Linked DNA regions of Hordeum vulgare: region 1 is linked to region 2. The links are chromatin contacts, called in public Hi-C maps. All regions are on one chromosome and are shown on one strand. Each heading gives the region's core, a stretch centred on a gene start, on an enhancer-like site or on the middle of the called end of the contact. The rest is flanking DNA. Distances are from core to core; before and after follow the strand shown.

Region 1 (5,350 bases), core at 1,261-3,760, 59 kb after region 2:
AAATTCCTCTTTTTTAGACCGGGGGCAAACCAAATCATTGGGTTCTTCTTCATGTGATGTGTGTGCGTAGAGGATTTGGGACAGGGTCATTGGGGTCGATTCACCCCGATGCAATACTGTAGCTGTGTTTGTATGAATATAGAGGATGAAATATAAGATAATTGAATGCAGAGCACTCAATTGGGATGTAAGCTGGGTCCCATTTAATTCCGTTTGAATCCACTAATAGGTAATAGGGTGTAGAGCACTCAATAAGCTAATTACATGGGACTCGCGGACGTCGCTTATTTGTCACTTACATCCCTAGCACTCAATATGAGATGAGGGACCGGATTTGTCAAGTCCGGTTATAGATGCTCTTATGGATAGATGATTTTGTGGCGCACACAAGTCATCTCTTCCGCCTCCCTCCCTCACAACGTTATCCAATGTCTCCCTTCCCTCCTTTTCCTTCCCCTTTCATTCCTCAGCCTTGCAACCTAGATGCTTTATTTATCACCACGTGTGAATTTTATAATACGAGGGAATGTGCTTAGATAGAATGTGGATGCTAGAGACTCCGCGATCACACGATGATATAAACTTTAGAAACTTGTGTGAAGTTTATACCGTCATGTGTACCATTGAAATGTATCTAAACACATATGTCAGCTTCTACGACTTGATGATCTTTTGATCCACTTATTATCCCTTTGTTGCAGTGCTCGGCAGGTGGAACATGGTCGCTCATCATTTACCACGCCTTTTGGTAAAAATGACGGAGCTCATTTAGTTATCATATATACATGGCAAACTGAAATTAGCACACCAGTCAATTTCTACGCTACTGACTCCGTGATTGTCTGATCGCCTTCTCCCTTTACTGCAGGGCTCGACAGAAAGAACACAATTGACGATCATTGTGGCGCCTTCTGGTGCAAACAGTGGAAGCCTTTTAATAATATATACTATAAAGAGGAATCTGTGGTTGTCATCATGATGGTTCAAACATCCCCCGTCGCTGATGACATCCTCCACACGAAAAGACTGGCGCTAACATAGTCTCAACAACCCATGGTAAAAACAAAAAATCAGTCGTCGTTATAAACTATGGGTTTGCTATTTTACATCTAGATGTAATATAGTTACTTCACATCTAAGTCATCTACCGTTAGATTATTTTGTCTTTATTCTTTGTGCAATTGGTGATCTCACCCGATAAAACGTCAAATGAGCACAAAAATGCTATTCGATGCATTTCGCGGCAAAGACTGGAGGCTTCCACCCCCCCCCTCCACCCCCACCCCCCCGGCGCCCGGACAATATTTGGGCCAGCCCAGTTCGCTTAGCAATCGATTTTGGGAACCTTCTAGGAGGTTATCTGAATTGTTTTTTTACCAGCTTCTTTTCTTTTTTCATTTTTATGTTTCTGTTTCTTTCTATTTTGAATTTTCTAGTTCTTTTGTTTTCTGCTTTTATCCTTTTTCCAAGGTTATTATATATATTTGAAATAAGTTCTTGTTTGAAAATTTTCCTTCGAATTTGATTTTTTTTTTGCTTTTTAAAGAAATGTTCTGAATTAGAATAGTTGCCATTTTTCCAATACATTAATGACATCAACAAATGTTCCGGATTTAAAAAAATGTTCGGTATTTTAGAAAAATGTTCTTTATTTTCAGAAAATGTTCGGTATTTCCAAGAACTGTTCCAAATATCAAAACTTTGTAATTCTTAATCATGTTAATATTAAATAATTGTTCTTAAATTCAAAACATGTTCTTGCTTTTCAAAATGTTCCAAATTTAAAGCAAATGTCATTTTCCAAACATTGTTCATAAATTAGAAAATTTTCCCGGTTTTTAAACGATGCTCTGGATTTTAGAAACAAATCTTGTTTTTCAATAAAATGTTCGTGTTTTTCAATAAAGTTCTGGCATTAACAAAAATCTTCATATTTTCAAAAATTGACCACAAATTGGAGTTCTAAATAATGTTTCCTTTATCCCAAAAGCGCTCACATTTTTGAAACTCCTGAAAAATGAAAATATGAGCAATTTTTGAAATTTTGAACAATTTGTTTCGGTAATTTCTGAACTTTCTGAAACACGGACAATTTTTAAAATTATGTACAAAATTTAAAAGCGAGAAAAGTTTCTAATTTTTTTATTTTTTTAAATTAGAATTGGTTTTAATTTTCTATAGATTTTTTAAGCATTAACATTTTTGAAAATTGTGAATGAAAATTTAAGGCGATAATTATATTTTTTAACTTTCAAAAAATATTTGAAATTGTCAAATTGAAAAATAGGAAAATACATAAAAAAAGAAAAGAACGAAAAAACAAAAAAATACAGCTGTTCTGTGCGAAGCCGCAAAGAAACAGTGAAAAATGCACGGCGCGACCCAAAAGGCCCCCATATAAGCTACTCTATGAGAAGCCACAGCTAGTTGCCGCATAATTCTTCACATAGGACGTCCCGAGCCATTCATGCTGTCCCGTTTCGCTGTGTTGGGCCTATGCAGCAAGCTTTACGTATGGGCCGCACTCTTTCTGTGTTTGTTTTTTTTAACTTGGTTCTTTTTTGTTTACTCTGATATAGGTCGTTGCCTCATTGGGATATCACGTTCCTTCTCTATCTTTAGTATAGCATGTTTCATACATAAACAAATAAAATAAAATATTGTTGCACGTTTCTTCACTTATCGTTGTCGGGTCGTTGTTTTTGTCGCTGGCCATGTTTTTGCTTCGTTATTGTCATTGTGTGAGGCTTTTTGACGCGTTTTGATTATTTGTCATAGTATTGGCCAATTTTCTTTTGTCTTAGTTACATGTCCACCGTCCATGCACAAGTGGGCTCTTGATTTTTTTTTTTGCCGCAATTGCAAGTCAACCAGAGACTCGCAACTAGTCTGACATTTTTTGGGTCCGCGTTGCAAATCCACAATTGACATGCAACTGGACACTTTATTTTTTGCCCTTAGTTGCAAGTCCACTCTCGACTCGTAACTAGACCCGATGTTTTTTTGGATCCAGTTACAAGTCTATCCCTCGACTCATAACTGGGCTCAATATTTATTTTGTATCACAACTGGATTTGGTCATTTTCTTGCATTAGTTGTAAGTTCAGGGCGGACAAGCAACTGCGCTTGGCATTTTTTCCGCCTCAGTTGCAGCTCCAGCATGGGCTCACAACTAGGGGTTGACCATTTTTGTCATAGTTTCAAGTCAAGCATCAACTCACAACTATGCCCGTCCATTTTTATCCTAGTTGTATGAAAATCATGGACTCACGACTGGACTCTTAGTGTTATTTACCGCAGTTGCAAAGTCACGACTTGTAACTAGATCCGATTTTTTTCCCAGTTGTAAGTCCATGATTGACATGCAACTGGCCCTTGATCCTTTTTGCCCTTAGTTGCATGTTCATCCTTGACTAGCAATTAGACTGGATGTTTATTTGTCTCCAGTTGAAAGTCCACCCCTCGACTCGCAACTCGCTCAATGTTTCTTTTGTTTTATAACTAGGCCCAAGTCCTTTTTTGCATTAGTTGTAAGTCCACCTTTAACTTGTAACTGTTTTTTTGTCTTATTAGTTGCAAGTCCATCATTGACTCACAACTAGAAGCTCACTTATTTTTGTCCTAGTTGGAAGTTAACACCAACTCACAACTGGGTATCTATTTTTTTGTCTTAGTTGCATGTCCATCGTTGACTCGCAACTAGGTGCTCATTTGTTTTTGTCCGAATTACAAGTTAATGCCAACTTGTAACTGGGCCCGCTCCTTTTTAACCACCAACTCAAAACTAGGCTCTTGATCCTTCTTTTTGTCGTAGTTGCAAGTGAACCAACGACTTGCAAGTGGGCAGGCTCTTTCTGTCCCAGTTGCAAGTTCTCCACTAAGATGCAAGAGGACCCTTAATCCATTTTTTTCTAGTTGCAAGTCCACCCTTAAATCATAACTTGATGTTAACTTTTTTTGTTCCAATTACAAGTTAACCATCAACTCACAAATTTTTTTTTTGAAAAGGAGGAAACGAGCCCCCGACCTTTGCATCATCAACTCACAATTTTGCCCGTTCTTTATTTTATCCGAGTTACGTTGCAAGACAACCACCGACTGAAAGTTGGTCTCTTGATCCTTTTCTTTGCCGAGGTTGCAAGTCAACCAACGACTTGCAATTGAGCTTGGACTTTTTTGTCCGCTAGTCCTCAATTGATATGTAAATAATCATACCTATTCAACTCCCAGTTGCATGATATTTATCCCAACGATTGCATTATATTAGTATTTTTTGAAACGCAATAGTGAAACGAGAAGATACAAAAGATGCATAAAATAAAATTGAAGTGATATGGCAACAATTGTCAATTGGAGATCATGCGTCAATGTTTGACAATTAAACGAACCGTCTAGCTCACCTAGTCTCGTTTCATGTCCTATTGAACTGCTACACTGTGATCTTTAATCGAGCAGACAATCATGCAAGAACCAATTTCTCTAATGACCCCTGCAGAAATTTAATTAAAACTTAGGATTTGGAGAATAGGAGTATAATTTGGAGTACAACCCAGCAATATTCCTCTCTGACTCTCGGAGAACCCAAGATCACCAGAGGAAAAAAATTGATGCGAAGTTGAGAATCAGTGAGGACTTTATTGTATTTGCAGTGGTACGGAAGGAAGACACATGACATGCTGAAATCGTGTATAATCATCCATCGAGAGTGTACACATACATCCACATCCACACGCAGGTGCGGCCACTACTCGAACTAGCACCGTAACAATCCCAACTAGTACATGCACTAAGACTAGGCATATTAGTTACAGGAGAGGCTATTGTGAGAGAGAGTCTTACGGTCTGTTTGGATGTAGATATTCAGGAGTGTGGCATTGAATTGGCTTCAATATCAAATCTGCAGGATATTGATTCAGACTCAATGTCAAATCTAGTGTTTGGACGTTGATATATTAGGAAGTTGGAATCTAATCAAAGCGACCAATATCATTTCATGTTTGGATTGTAAAAGTGTTGAATTGCAAATGTGAGACTCCTGATTCCAGATCTGCTGATGGGTCTCTTCCCGTGATGGAGGGGCTTCCACCTCGGCTCGCCGGAGTAGCCCCCGAACTACGGGCCGACGAAGGGCGGAAGGCACGATGACCTAGGTGGCAGCCGGAGCAGCCCCGAAGCAGTAGCCAACGAAGGGAGAGGGGGAGACCGGGAGACGCATGCATGAGGTCAACATTGCACGCCAGAGAGCAGCGGTTGCTGCTGCTGTGCACGAGGCGCTCAACCATGGCGCGGCGGCTGTGGATGAAGTCGTGGGATGCGGGAGGCGCTGTAGTGGGGATGGAGTGCTAGAGAG
Region 2 (4,966 bases), core at 2,164-4,663:
TAATATTTTGAGCTTAGTTAAACACCATTGATTATAAATTAAGTACTGGTACAGCCAGCATTCAACAGCGGGTCAAAGTTCCATTTGTTCTTGGGGTGTGACTTGCATGACCAAGGCCATGGTTTAAAAGAAAGCATGCTATAAATAAAACTAGGTAAAGGAAATGATGTTAGTGATCTGAGGTAAGACTAAATCGAATGCTCAATGAAAATGCAGATCTGTGATGCTGGTTACAGGCGTATAGTATATATAGAACCAATATTTTTCAAGTGGCAACAGAGGTGGCAGCAGATAAGTAAGTACATCAAGTAGAAATGGTGGCACCAGAGCAAACCTACTCACTTCATTAAATATATATCCCATTCTCATGCATAACAAACAACTGATAACTTCAATCTGAAGTCCAACACACTTTGTTGCTGAGTACTACTATGACAAACTTCATAAGAGGTCATAGGTACAAGCATTCCATTTTCTAAATTACTTGTAATTTATCTTATTCTACTTCTTTGACCATAAGTAACATAAGTACTGCATGTACAAGATTTTTATATACTTAGTAGAACATGGAACTTCGTAGTGAATATTGTACAAGCATACACACACTGGTGTTTTCTCTCTAAACAAAGCGTCATTTCATCTTGACTCAAATGAATGAAAAAGCTTTTATTTCATAGAAATTCATGAGGGCATTATTTCCATTTGAAAAATTATACATTTACAGCTTGGCCTGTCTATCATGCACATTTTGAGAATAATTCACAGTTTATTTATTTACCTGCTAGAAGGAATGTCGTTCTTTCTACTTGTGTTGCTAGTTATTCTTATGGAACTATATATAAATCGCATACCTTACATGGCTTGTTAGTACCCAAATTACATAAACAACCTTTGACATAAGTGGGCATGCAGATACAGAAAGACAACGGCACCAGATATTCATTAGATATAAACACTTATTCCTTCACTTACTATAACAGATACCTTCATTTAGATTTCAGTTTCAATTCAAAGACACTTGTTAACTGTATTTACACATTAAACTGTATTTACTGTATTGGTCTTGAAATGTGTTGTGCTTTATATAGTTCTATCTTCCCTTGAGAGTACATGAGATCAGAAGATATCGATTACATGGACCATTGTCAGAAGCAAATCTTCCAGGTTTCAATTATGCATTTGCACTATTTCAAATCCATTGAAGAGGATCCAACAGAATGAATATCTGGTCCTCAAAAGCACAGTGCATTGGCGCAGCGATACAGGATACAAGACTCCAATGACAACAGTACATAATATATTCTGAAGCAAACAAGATGCCATAATTTTACTAACTGAATATTGATCTATAAGAATCTCAACAAAAATGTGAGGGCTGGTGTTACAAAGAAGAGAAACATCAGCATGGAAGGAACCATTAGCCTCACAGGGTGGATGAATAATCTAGCTGATCTAGCAACTAAGTCAACCAAATCGCTGTAACAGCTGATTAAACCAGAAAAGGTCAAACAGCACGACCACAAGTAAAAAAAAAGATTCCACACTGACCTCAAACTGCTCCAGGTTGGCATATGCCCCCTTATCAAGCTTCTTCCTAACTGTCGAAAAATCCATGGGGTGCTTGACAATATCTTTGTAGTCAGGCAGCTGACAGTACATGGGCAATCACAAGCAAACCAATCAGCTTCCAATAAAACAAAACCAAGAAAACAAGCATTCGCTTCAAAACACACCTCCTCGTCATCAACCGGCTCCGAGAATACGCCATATGTGTCCTTCCTGCACGAAAACAGAGAAACCGGCCTCAGATAAGTTGCCACTGAAACGGGAAGGGAGGAACAAAAAGAAAAAGAAGACGAAGAAGCAGAAGCAGAGAAAGCATAGCAACTCACTTCTGCAGCCTATCAAGGATGAAGACCAATAACTTTTTGTCAGGCAGGGGCGTCGTGGGGCCGGAATCTGACGGCTCTGAGCACAGGAACAATCAGCATTAATTAATTAAACAGGAAACGAACCGGAATGCATCCACCAGTACAGGAATTAAAAAATGGCATCTTTTTTGTTCGTGCACATTCGTTCGTCGTCCAGTATTACTATTATTTCGCCTCCGTCGGAAACCTGAAGAAGAATAAATGCATGGGACGAGGGGGAAAACCGACCTTCACGCCCATCCGTCACTGTCCTCCTCTTTTCTCCCTGCAGCGGCAGCGGCAGCGGCAGCAAAAAGATAAGTAAAGAAGTTAGTATAGTAGACAAGAATTAAAATATCCAGACGGAAATCCCTGGGAGAAAATCGCGAGACCCGGGGCAGAAAAAGGCGCCAGAAAAGGCGGCAGTTACCGAGCAAGCACTCAGAGAGATCCTTACTTATATACCCTGCCGTCGCCGGGGGAAATATTTGGCGCGAAAGGCAGGGCGAAGCCAGACCAAAAAAAGGCACGCCTTTAAAAGCTCCGATGCATAAAAGAAATGGCGCCAATTATTGCCGGGGGATGCGAGCGAGCGAGCGAGCCAGGGTTTTGGTTTATCCGCCGAATGATTGGGAGAGGGAGGGAGCCGAGCCGGGCGGCGTTGACCACTGTCGCGGCGGCAGAGGGGGGCAGAGTGGGGGGCAGTAAAATAAATAGCGGGGCGCGGGCAGAGAGGGAGGGAGAGGGGGAGGCCCTTTCCGCGGCTGGGACGGCGGGGCGGGCGGCTCGGGCGGTGCAGATCCGCGGCGAATTGGGCGAATTCGGGCGGGGAGGGCGCAGATCGGGGCGCAAACCTTGGCCGATCCGTCGTGGAGGCCGACGACGAGGCGCAACTTCTTCTCGCGGCGGGGGTCGTCGTCGTCGTCGCCCGAGTCGTCCTCGTCCTGCGGCGCAGGGTTGCGGCGCGTGGAGGGGCGGCGCTGCTGGTGCGGCGGCGGGGGCGGGGGCGGCGGCGGGGGCGCCTGCTGCAGCTTCTGGAGGCGGAGGCTGCGCTTCTGGAGGTCGAGAAGGGAGGGCCGGCCCTTCTTCTTCCGCTTCCGGCGGGGCGGGGGAGGCGCCGACATCGCCGCCGGCCGCGGCGGCGGCTGCTGCTTGCCCATTGCACGGCGGGGCGGGGCGGGGCGTCTGCGCTCTGTTCGCGGCAGGGGCGTTGCGGGTGGGTATCGCGTGTGCCGGGGGGCGTGCTGGGGGTGGGTACACTTTTTGGTGCGCTGCGGTTCTGCGCCCTTTTTTTTTTCTTTCTCTTTTTCTTTTTCTTTTTTCTCCGGTGGTTTGGGCTGGGCTGGGTCTCTTTGTACACCACGTGAGCTGCGTGCGATCGGGATCCGTATTAGTAAAGTAAAAATACGTATTCATACTGTATCATGTATATGTATGTAGTATGTTGTTAGGGCATCCTAAGGTAAAGAATTGAAAGAAACTGACGCTTTTGGAAGCTCCGGGACTCTAGGCCGTTTGATCGAAATCTCGACGCTCAGAGATTCTGGATGGTTCAATTGAAATCACAACGCGACGCCATCCATTTGATCTCTTTGTAAATCCCATACCGTTATGGGGGGTAGTTTTGTCATTTCACGTCGACACATAAAAAGACAGCAGCTTCCCGTGTTAGAACCCTAGTTGCCACCCCACCCACGTGTTCTCCTTTGCTCGCTCTCTTCTCTTCCCAGCCGCACTCTCTTCCTTCCATTTCCCCGCGCCGCCACCGATTCATCTCTTTTTGATATGTCATCCTGACCCCTCCCCACTTCCTCTGCTACATTGCCTTTGTCTAGATTAAAGCAAGGAGGATCGGCCAAGTTCCCTGCATTTTATACTTGTGTCGGTGCGTCATCCCGAACCACTATGGTTGCCAAATCCACACCTCTCCCTTTTCCTTTGCTCAATCGGTCACTTCCTCACCATCGAGTCCCCTGATCCGTTGTCCTCGACGTACCCATTGCGCTAGGGTTTTTAATCCTAGCACCAACCACCACTAGATGTTGTCAAGGAGCAAGAGCACAAGTTGTCTTTGGCACATCGCATGAGACGACAGTGGTCTTTCTCCAGCATCCTCGCCTAGCAATGTTGATTATCATAGCTCCAAGTCGACCTATAGGTTCCTCGCAGAAGATCTCTCTCTCTCACACACACACTCTTTCTCTCGCCTCCTCTCCTCCTCTCGCACTCTCTCCCCCTCTCCCTCTCTCTCTCTCTCTCTCTCTCTCTCTCTCTCTCACACACACACACACACACACAAGTTTTTGATGCAAGCCCATGGATAGATACCTAACCCCACATAGAAGACTTCACAAAGATCATGTTTTAGTGCACAAAAGCGTAATGGATAATTCTTACCATAAAATAGGATTACTTGATCCTACTTGGTACAATGTCTACACTTTGTGTGTTGATCAACTTGAATCACTCTTTGCCTTAGTATTGAACTCTTGATCAACCATGTATCTTATTTTCTCTCCTCATAAAGATGATGTCTTGAAGGTAAACATTAATGTTCACACAATCCTTTTCTCCAAGACATGCTTGCAATAGGCTCAACTCTTACATTACTAATCTCTGGATAATTCCTTGAATAACACCTTGATCACACAAAATCCTCTTCTAATAACCTTGAACCCAACAAATGGTCTTCAAAAAATTCCTATGGATAAACCCTTCAAATATATCTTAAGGCAGCCATTAGTCTCTAAGGATTGTCATCAATTACCAAAACCTAACATGAGGCCACCATGCTCTTCCAAAGATGATTCTAACTTCTAACTTTTTTTATTTATGAGTCTATTTACTGAATTGCTCTTTCATGCATTCTAATTACCTCTTTTATTCGTCAAATGTTATATAAACATAGCCATGAGCACACACGTGATGCGCCACTTGGAGGCTTGATGTGTTGTGTTCTATGCTCATCATATTTTAATCATTTTGCCAGTGTCATTCTTAGTCATTGTATTCTATCTTCACCAGTTCACTGGTCATGTATCAAGGGAGGATACGGG

The links. Hi-C and Micro-C count contacts between places; a contact is called where the count stands out from the background.
Region 1: a Hi-C map of seedling shows a contact between it and region 2, with 1.5 times the contacts expected there. The contact joins the enhancer-like site here to the promoter of LOC123451862 in region 2. A contact is called at or near these places in 2 of 6 Hi-C or Micro-C datasets (leaf and seedling).

The regions. Positions count from the first base shown.
Region 1 is chr5H:510,812,026-510,817,375 of MorexV3_pseudomolecules_assembly, forward strand. No RefSeq gene overlaps it. Among protein-coding and RNA genes, the nearest start is that of LOC123397080, 20 kb to the right of the region's middle. Within about 2 kb of position 2,511, at least 2 of the 3 cell types and tissues checked have open chromatin away from gene starts, as enhancers often do. A contact at or near this core is called in leaf and seedling, where this site is marked.
Region 2 is chr5H:510,752,328-510,757,293 of MorexV3_pseudomolecules_assembly, forward strand. It overlaps LOC123451862, which reads right to left and starts at 3,414. Exons shown (of 10, transcript XM_045128407.1): 1 at 2,765-3,414; 2 at 2,160-2,196; 3 at 1,893-1,968; 4 at 1,734-1,779; 5 at 1,549-1,647. The coding sequence starts at 3,070.